Linked DNA regions of Sus scrofa: region 2 is linked to region 1. Evidence: chromatin contacts called from public Hi-C data. All regions are on one chromosome and are shown on one strand. The core of a region is the stretch at or near the end of the contact, and the rest is flanking DNA. Distances in the headings are between cores, read along the strand shown. Region 1 has its middle 330 kb from the start of YIPF5. Region 2 has its middle 31 kb from the start of YIPF5.

Region 1 (4,785 bases), core at 919-3,418:
AGAAGGGTGTGCAGAATTTCTCACTGACAGAGAGATTTCTCAGCAAAAATCTGTGTAGGTAAGAGATCATCTCAAGAAGAGGGGAAATGGAACCCATGGAAGAGAGAGGTTCTTTATTCAGTATTTATTGAAAGAAACTACATGCAGTGAGAATACGGAATAAGCAAAACTGACAAATTCCCTCTCTCATGGAGGCCACATTCCAGTGGGGAAGATAAACAATAAACAAGTACAAACACAGAGCAATAGATGAGTAAATAAAGGTCATTTCAGGCAATACTAACTACTCTGAAGAGAATACACGGGGTATTGGGCTAGGCAATGAAGTAAAGGAATTTGGAAGGATTTCAGTTGAGGAGGGAACAATCGCATCCACATTTGTAAAGGCAACTTTGGCTTCCGTATGGGTAACGTGTGTTGGGCAGGGATAAGAACAGGAGCAGGGAAGCTCTACCAGCAGGAGGCTACTTCAGTGGACCTTGTAAGGAGGTGATGGTGGCTTGGACCAAAGACATGGGAGTGCAGATGAATGAGGCAGGTGGAGAGATGAGTCAGATGAAACAGGAAATGCAGGCACAAAGGCAAACAGAATAAAAAGTAACAGAATGGGAGTTTACAGCGGAAAGAACACTTGGAGATCATTCTGGCCCAACTCTATAATTTTTGCAGATGAGGAAACCACATCCCAGGAGGGTGAAGCGGCTTCCCGCTGTCTCAGAAGCACGACCAGTCTCTGAGCCTCCTGACCTCATGTCTGGGACTCCTACCACACCATGCGGACAAAAGCAGCCCTGGAGGAGGACTGAGCATGCAAGGGAGAATCAGGACAAGAATAGTGAGGGGGTGAGGAAGGGGCAGTGAAGGGTCAAGAGGAGTGAGGAGAAAATGAGAGCAGGTGAATGAAAGGATGGGAGCAGACAGGGCAGGGAGAGAACGGGAGGAGGGGACTTGTTGCTGGGATTATTTAAGGCTGATCATTTCCAGTTGAGGTTTGGTTTAATAGACCATTGCCTGGCTCACCACAGCTGTCAGGGCACCAGAGGCAGCAGGTGGAGCAGCTGCCTGAGCCACCTGAGCCACAGGAACAGTGGCAGGGGAAGCGCAGATGGGCAGGAAGTCACCCTGGGCCACAGCCAGGCTTGCCTGGATCATGGTGTTCTTACCCACCTCGCGGGGGGGTGGGGGGGATGTTTGGAGTGTTCCCAAGGCAGCCCAGAGACCAGCCCATTCTTCCCCATCACCATCATCATCAGTCAGCGTACACCATGCTACCACTCCTCGGGGTCAGAGAATGTGCATGGGCTTCACATGTATTTCTCTCTTGCAATCTCATAAAAACACTCGATGGAAGTATGAGTTCCCTGGGTTTTCAGATAAAGAGATGAAGGCTTTATATATATAGAAATATATATATAGAAAAAGACTCACAGACATAAAGAACAGACTTGTGGTTGCCAAGGCCATGGGAAGAGGGAATGGGATGGACTGGGAGTTTAAGTAGACGTAAACTTTTGTTTTTAGAATGGATAAGCAATGAGGTCCTGCTGTACAGCACAGGGAACTATATCCAATCTCTTGGGATAGAACATGATGGAAGATAGTATGAGAAAAAAAGAATATATATATATATGTACATATATATGAATGACTGGGTCACTATGCTGTACAGCAGAAATTGGCACAACATTATGAATCAACTATACATAAAAGCAAACAAATGGACAAACTGGGTGTTCCTATCATGGCTCAGTGGGTTAAGAACCCTACTAGTATCCATGAGGATGTGGGTTCAATAACTGGCCTTGCTCAGGACCCAGCATTGCCATGAGCTGTGGTGTAGGTCACAGACATGGCTCAGATCCCCAGTTGCTGTGGCTGTGGTCTAAGTCTCAGCTGCGGCTCTAACTCAGCCCCTTGTCTGGGAACTTCCATATGCCACGGGTGCAGCCCTAAAAATTAAAAAAAAAGAAGAAGAAAGACTTAACTACATGCACATACTGAGAAACTAAGTCTTAGGTACCTTGCATGAAACTATCTCTGAGGTGGGAAGTGGCAGGAAGGCCCTGCTATCTTTTTTTTTAAGGAAACGCAAGTGCTGGACAGACTTTGAAAGAGGTGTTGGTGACAGCCTCTGAACACACAGACTTTGAAAGAGGTGTTGCTGACAGCCTCTGAACACTGAACAGGTCTGCTGCTTTCTCTTGCTCCAAAGATGGAGAATGCTTGGCCTGGGATGACATGGTTGGTGAGGCCAGATGAATCTTAGCTCTTCCAACTTCCTATCTGGTCCCCCAGCCACACCCTCCACTAGAAGAATGCTCAGTTCCAGTTATACAACTGAACCTTCTTAAAGAACACAAACTGAACCTTCTTTTAGAGTTTTTATGCCATGTCTTTGTTTAAAAAGCGCACTTTTTGACCTTCTTCTTTTCTTTCAAGGCCCTTTCAAAGGGCACCCCTTATATGAAGGTTTTATTTCTCTCCAGGCAAAAATAAATCACTCCCTCTGTGGTGCCCTCCCAGTCTTGCATTTTGGTCTGAGGCACGCACTTACTTCCTTTATCACAGCATGGATGCTTCTTGAGGAAAGGAACTATGTTTAAATCATTTCTGTGTCTTTGGCACCCAGCACAGTGCCTGGTGCAGTGGACGCAGTCGATAAGTTTTGACTAAATTGGAAATGGAAATTGTTGGGGCCTCTGTACATCAGCCATTTCCAACCTTGTTTTTTTAACTCGGAAACTCATATGAAAGAAGACCTTGTCACTCATATGAGCACATCTATATTTCTCTTACTGGCGAAAAGTTAAATAGCATATGAATTTCTGTGGGAGAAAGCAAATAAAAGTATTTTATAAGGGTGAGAGTCATAAAAGTATCTGTTTGTTATTTCCAAATAGCATTATGTAAGGAAAAATAAGTATATATGTATATTTATTTATTAAAAATAAATCATACACACATACATATATATATATTATTTGGCACATGGTACTGACACATTTTTATGTGTTACTATGAGTAACATTATTTCAGATTCACTGATTCTGATTTGCTCTTTGTAGCTCCTGTTTTATTATTAACTGAAACTTCATAGACGGCATCATTTTCGCTGCCACGCACAGAAGACAAAAATACACTGTATCTTCCTCCTCTCTCCTGGCCTCATTCTTTTCTAAAATATATAGTGATGGGCCAAAAAGGAAATGGCAGTAAGCCTACCGAAATCACACCGACCTATGGCAATAATCCCAATCACCACACCTGTCAATGAATCATCCGCAGTGGGAGCTCACACAGAATTACGTGCAGAGAGAGTTCAGTCTCTGGGCCGAGGGTCACTCCAAGTGCAACCTTTCACATTCTACGCACTTTTCCCTGCTCAAGACACTGGAATACACAGATGCAAGAAGGAGCTCATCACAGGGACAACTTTCAATTCTTCTCTAATTATATTTAAAAAGACTTCCCTTGTGTTTAAAAATTTAGCAAATAGTAGTGTAATTAGCTATGATTAGTCACACAACCCAGGTCCTTTGGTCTCCCCTACACAAGGCTACAGATAGGGTTATATACATAAAACCTATGATACTTTTCAGACTCTTACTTTCTCAAAATAGAATTTATCTTTATTAAAAGATAGCCTTTCAAGGGATGCTTCACCTGTTCCTGCAAATTCCTCTGCCTATGGCCAATACCACGTGGCATCTAGCAAGTTTTCTTCTCTAGATCTAGCTTCCATTTTGCCAATGTCTGTGATCTGCTTTCAGACCTTCCTGAAGATCACTCAGCTTTGCAGTACAGATGGTGGCAAAAATGTGAAGGTTGTTACTGTCTGCTATTGTTCTCAAAGCTGGCAAATTGCAGCATGCCAGCATGGGGCAGGTTCCATGAACAGAGGGTGACTCTGAACTATACTGTATTAGTTGTCTGTGGCTGATGTAACAAATTATCACAAACTTATAAGGCAACACAATTTATCCTCTTACAGCTCTGGAGGTTAGAAGTTCAACAGAGGCCTTACTGAGCCAAAACCAAGGAAGGTATTGGCAGGACTACATTTTTTTTTTCCCTAGAGGGTCTAGGGGAGAGTCCATTTCCCTGCCATTTTCTAGATGCTTCATGCATTTCTTAGATCATAGCTCTATGCTCCATCTTTAAAGCCAACAACATTTTATCTCTACAATCTTTCTTTTGTAATTATGTATTCTTTTATCTATCCTCATCCACTTTTAAGGATTCTTTATTACATTAGCCCCCTCTCTAAAAAGTCAGTGGATTAATAATCTTAACTCCACCAGCAACCTTAATCCTCCTGTTCCTTGTAACCCAACATGGTCACAGGTTTTAAGGATTAGGAAACGGACTTCGCTGAGGAAGGGCATGCTATTTTGCCTACCAAGTATACTTTCTCACCTGAACCCCAAAGCAAGATTTTTCATATCCAAAGTTGTTTCTCATGTCATTAATACACAAATTTCTAGTATGATAAGGTTGCAGACAATGAAGTTAACACATAAAAATCATATTTCTAAGTACCTGTAACACAACTGGAAAATGAACTTAACATCACTTGCAACAGCATCTAGGAACATCCAACACGCAGATATCAATGAATAAATAACATACAAAAATTCTACGCTGTAAACTATAAAAAAGTGCTAAGATAAATCCCAGAAGGTTTTTTTTAAATGGAGGAGTATATTATGTTTATGGATTAGAAGACTCAATATTGTTAAGATAGCAATACTCTCAAGCAGATCTGTAGAGGCAAAGCAACTCCAA
Region 2 (4,643 bases), core at 2,085-4,584, 300 kb after region 1:
AACAGTGGATCTGGCTCCAGCACATTTTGATCCAAGGACTCAACCTCTGTCTCTTAATTCTGCTTTCCTCCACACGAGCTTCATTCTCTGAATTCATGTGATGGAATGGTGGCTGCCAACAGATTCAGGCTTACAAACTCCCAGGTTGAAGACCAGGGTAAAAAAATATAAAGCTTATTTCTCAGGGGTCCCAGCAAAATTCCCCAGGTGGCATCTCCCTGGATCAGGAGACAAGCTCATCCCTGAACCAGTCAGTGAACGTGAGAATGAAGCCAGGATGGAGTCACCTATCCACCAGGAAGTCAGAGGTGGAGTCAGACACCTGATACCCTTGGGCCTTGGGAGGGAAGGGACGCACTCCCCACGGGAAAACTGGAGAAGGGAGGCTGGGGGTTGGGCAAGCCACCTGTTTGCTGCTCATATTTGACTGTTAAACTCTCAAGGACTAGATATCCCAGGATCTCTTATCTCTGGACCCAGCAAGTTTCCCCGAGTATTTTAATGGGCACCAGGAGGTGTGTGTTAAATAAATGACCTCGGCAGCTATGGAGCCATCATATAAAGGAAATTTCCATTCCTGCTGCAACCAGAACAGAGTGCCTGGGAGTCCCACTCATGTTCATAATTAGAAAACACCCTGCACCTCATAGCCAGAGCCTGGCCTGGGGGCTGAAACGATCTCTTCCCCATCAGGGACCCCAGGGCAGCCTCGGTGAGATGGTGCATAATGGCTTCATGATCAAATTCTATGTGGACAATGAGGACTGGGCAAAAAGGAAGACAGGAACAGATGGTGAAGGCTTGGGACTAGGATTCTACCCTAAAGGTTTTGGTTCTTCCCTTCAGCCTGCACGAGGGAATTGCAACAGATAGGTTATAGAACCACCTAGTGGCCAAAGAGCATCCATACCAGTAGTGGAGACCTGAGCCGGATGTGGGAGCTTCATCACCGTCACCCTGGACCTGGGGACTGGCTGGTATGCCTGGTCAGTGAGGGGCCCTCCCTGGCTTCCACCTTTTCTCCTCCTCTTGGGAATGTCCGGGACAGCAGAAGTTTGGGGTAAAGTGAATCAGCTATGTGGGCTTTTCATTTCGGCTTTTGTTATGGACGCATTGGGAAAGCAGAGGTGTTGCAACGACGAAAGAGACTGCAACAGGGAGTGAATGTGTCCGGGCGGGGCGCTCTGCTCACACCTGGCTCTGCTGGGATGGAGGTCACGTGAGGGACTTCCCACTCCTGCCTTGAATACTTTCGGAGTGTTTGAATTGATTTATGCTGCGTATTGCTTCTGTAATAGCAATAACAGGACATCTTTAAAGAAGATGGGTGTCACCTCATCAGGGAGGTCTTCCCTGATGTCCTACGACCAGAGTGTGGCGGACCTGCGCGGATCTACCCGGGCATCTCCCGCACACCTTTTCAGAAACACAGCTGGCTTGAGGAGCATTGGCAGTGGCTGTGGCACTCCCTGGAGCTAACCCGTTCAACTGGGCACTTAACCCACGGGCTTCATGACCCCAGGGACTCCAGTCTTCCCTGGAGAGCCTTGCTTCTGGCAATACGACACTCTAGGCTCCGGTCTGTCATCCCCAAGGAGGTCAGCCGGCTGTAGTGTCTGCAGGAAGTGAGGCTGGATAAAGGTGAGACGCTCTTCCATGTGGCTAAAGGACAAGCAGCCCTGATTCAAAAGGCAGCGGGGTAGCGTATGATGCTCTACATGAAGAATCCTAAAGGTTTTAGGTCATGATGTATATTTAACAGACTTACTGATAATTAAATCCAAGATATTTGGAAAAATATTATTGAACTTGTATTTGGGAAGGTTTATTTGGGGACAAGTGGACTGGAGAGGAAGAGACACTGGCCTCCAAGGTGACACTTAGGAGACTGTTGGAATAATTGGGGATCATCACCAGGCTTTATTATCATGGCAATTTTTTTCCCAACAGCAAGTCCTCAGTGTGCCTATTACAGTGCCTGGCAAGACACGGGTGACTCATGAACACTGGCTGAGTACATGCTATTGTAGACCTGGACGACTGGTGACAGTATCGTGGAGAACGAGGGCGCAGGAGGGCGTGAAAGAATGCAGAACGTGTATCTAGCACATAGATGTAAGATGCTGGAGAGAGCGGAGAGGAAATGACTGCTGGCTTGCCCGCCTCTGCAATGGCTGAGAGAGAGAGAGAGAAAAGGAACTGTGGGCTGTGGACAGACAGCCGGTCAGGGGTGGGGAGAAGATGAGCCCCTTTCACTGCGCACACATTGAGTTTGAGTCGACAACGGGACATCTTAAAGAAAGGTCCGGAGGCAGCTGATGAGAAGGATGTAAACACGGGTGAGAGATGCGTGCCCGAGATGAAAGATCCCGATATCTGTAACACAGAGGCGAGAGGTGAATCTGCAAGAGCACATACAGTGCCCTGGAGGGCAGGATGTCAGGACAGAAAATTAAGGACCCAAAAGTGTGTTCTGAGGAATGGTCCTCATTGTAAAAGGTGTTGGGGACCCTGGAGAAACTTGCAGGTGTTAAGCTCCTCCAACTGCTAGCTGAATCCTTCTTTCCTAAAAGCCCAGGGAAGTTACTTGACATTTTAAATGCAGACATACAGAGAGGCATTCCGAGTCAGATATGAAGTGGAAAAATCTTTCTAAGATACACACAGGAAAAAAAAAAAAAAAAGTTCCCATCTCTCAACTGTTCTTTGTTTTAAAATTATCAAAAGCAACAAAAATCTAGGTACTTCAGTTAGAAAGTTTGAGCTGAAGTTTGCTCTCATTCTCGCTCATTGGAGTGTACTTTTCTCCTTCTATTTGTTGCTTTGTCTCCACCTTGTTAAGAGGCTGTTTAAACCTGTGCTTCAAATTCTCCCCAAGCAACACAGCCACTGAGGGAAAATCAAAAAGGAAGTACAGTGCATTTATAACAGCTTTGCTGGGATCGGTGGGAGGGGAAGCCAAAGGCTGCTGTGCAGATCAGTGACCCCTGAGCAGTGGGAAAAGCTGATTGGCAAACACGCAGGAACCTAAGGGGAGGACCAAGAGTGACTCAGGCAACCCTTTTAGGATGAAAGGACCAGACCTTTGTCAGTGACCACTTTTCACTGCCTTGCTTTCCAGAGGTCCTCTTCTTACACATTAGCAAAAACACTGCCTGTCCAGATGTAATCAGACTTGCAGCAACGAGAGAGAGACGGAACGGGGGAGCAGCTGAGCAGTCTCTGCCTTAGGTAATGCTGAGGCGCCGAACAGCTTCTTGGAAGATGTGTAGACGTGTGTGTATCCGTGTCACCAGCGTCAGTTTGGGTAGGTAAATGGAAACACGTGACTATCCCATGGTAATGCAAGAATGATGTAAACAATACACTTCTTTTTGCTAAGCAGATATCGCATGGAAGCAGGGCCCAGGTGTTTCCTTTCTGAAGGAAACTCCCAACAACACACTGAAATCTACTATCAACAAAGAAAACACATTGACAGAAAAGCCTAGTGGTTCTCAAATCAAATTCTTTAAGGCTTATAACGCTGCAGATTCAGCTTATTAAGATACTGAAAATGGGAGAAATTAAAAAGCAACCACTTTAATTATCGTGTTTGTGTCAAGTTTAGCCAACTGCTACAGTAATATCACTTGGCTTGTTCTACTGTAATTAACCCAGTAAGTGTACAAAGAAAACAAATTAGAACTATTTATAGCTCTTCTGAAGCAAAGTGGAAATGAGCTATTGCCCAATGCTATTACAATAAATATGGGTTGTTGACATTCCTTCAAAGTATGCTTTAGGACTTTCAATGAGTCATGTTATTCTTCAGTTGTATAAACCTCCACAAAACAAAGAAAATTCCAATAGTGCATCTCATCAAACTTGTTTTCAGAAGAGTGTATATCAAGTTGAGTAACCAGCCATTTGTTTTGAGCCAAACTGGATAAGTCTCATTAAGGAAATGTTAAATAGTATGCAAACACTGCATGCATTTTTAAAATGAGGTTCAAACATTCTGCGACTCTATGAGTCAGTCCCACAGAATGAAAACCACAGTCAAGATTCATTATTATTTAACTGGCATGGACCCCCCCCTCATCCAGATAATAGCGAACTTTATGGAAATGAAAGGAATGCAGATCTGGCACAAAAGGGGATCGTCTGCATAAGAGAGACTGCTTTACTTTTTTTCTTTGAGGTAATAATCCTTCACTTAGATAAAACAAATCAAAATTGTATGTGCAAGACCACTGTTTAGGCACAATACAAGCAAATTAGGTCCAAGTAATTACCTTCACCTTTGTAAGAAAAAAAACTGCCCACGTCCCCTCTTTGTATTTCTGCATTCCTGTTGCTGGGACTACTGCTGTCCACAAAACAGATGACCTACTACCTACTCCTGCTTTCTGTGTACAAGGCACAGAGTAAGTCCTCAGCATTCTTTTGCACAATAAACCCACAGAGCCTCATGAACAGTTGCCGTCATTATCCCTGTTCTGCAGATGAGAAAGAGGAGACCAAGAGAAGACCTTTCCACAAGATTCTAGTGGAGAAGCTGGCTTTCAAGCTCTAATTGGTCTGATTACAAGGGAGAGCGGGGAGGGAGTGGGATGGACAGGGAGTTTGGGGGTTAGTAGATGCACGCTATTACATTTAGA

The links. A called contact is a pair of places that touch in the nucleus more often than the background predicts.
Region 2: a Hi-C map of heart right ventricle shows a contact between it and region 1, with 2.7 times the contacts expected there. The contact joins two enhancer-like sites. A contact is called at or near these places in 3 of 47 Hi-C or Micro-C datasets (embryonic fibroblasts, fetal heart ventricle and heart right ventricle).

What each region holds. Positions count from the first base shown.
Region 1 is chr2:145,339,068-145,343,852 of Sscrofa11.1, forward strand. No RefSeq gene overlaps it. Among named protein-coding and RNA genes, the nearest start is that of YIPF5, 330 kb to the right of the region's middle. Within about 2 kb of position 2,169, at least 2 of the 83 cell types and tissues checked have an H3K27ac peak or open chromatin away from gene starts, as enhancers often do.
Region 2 is chr2:145,634,482-145,639,124 of Sscrofa11.1, forward strand. No RefSeq gene overlaps it. Among named protein-coding and RNA genes, the nearest start is that of YIPF5, 31 kb to the right of the region's middle. Within about 2 kb of position 3,335, at least 18 of the 83 cell types and tissues checked have an H3K27ac peak or open chromatin away from gene starts, as enhancers often do.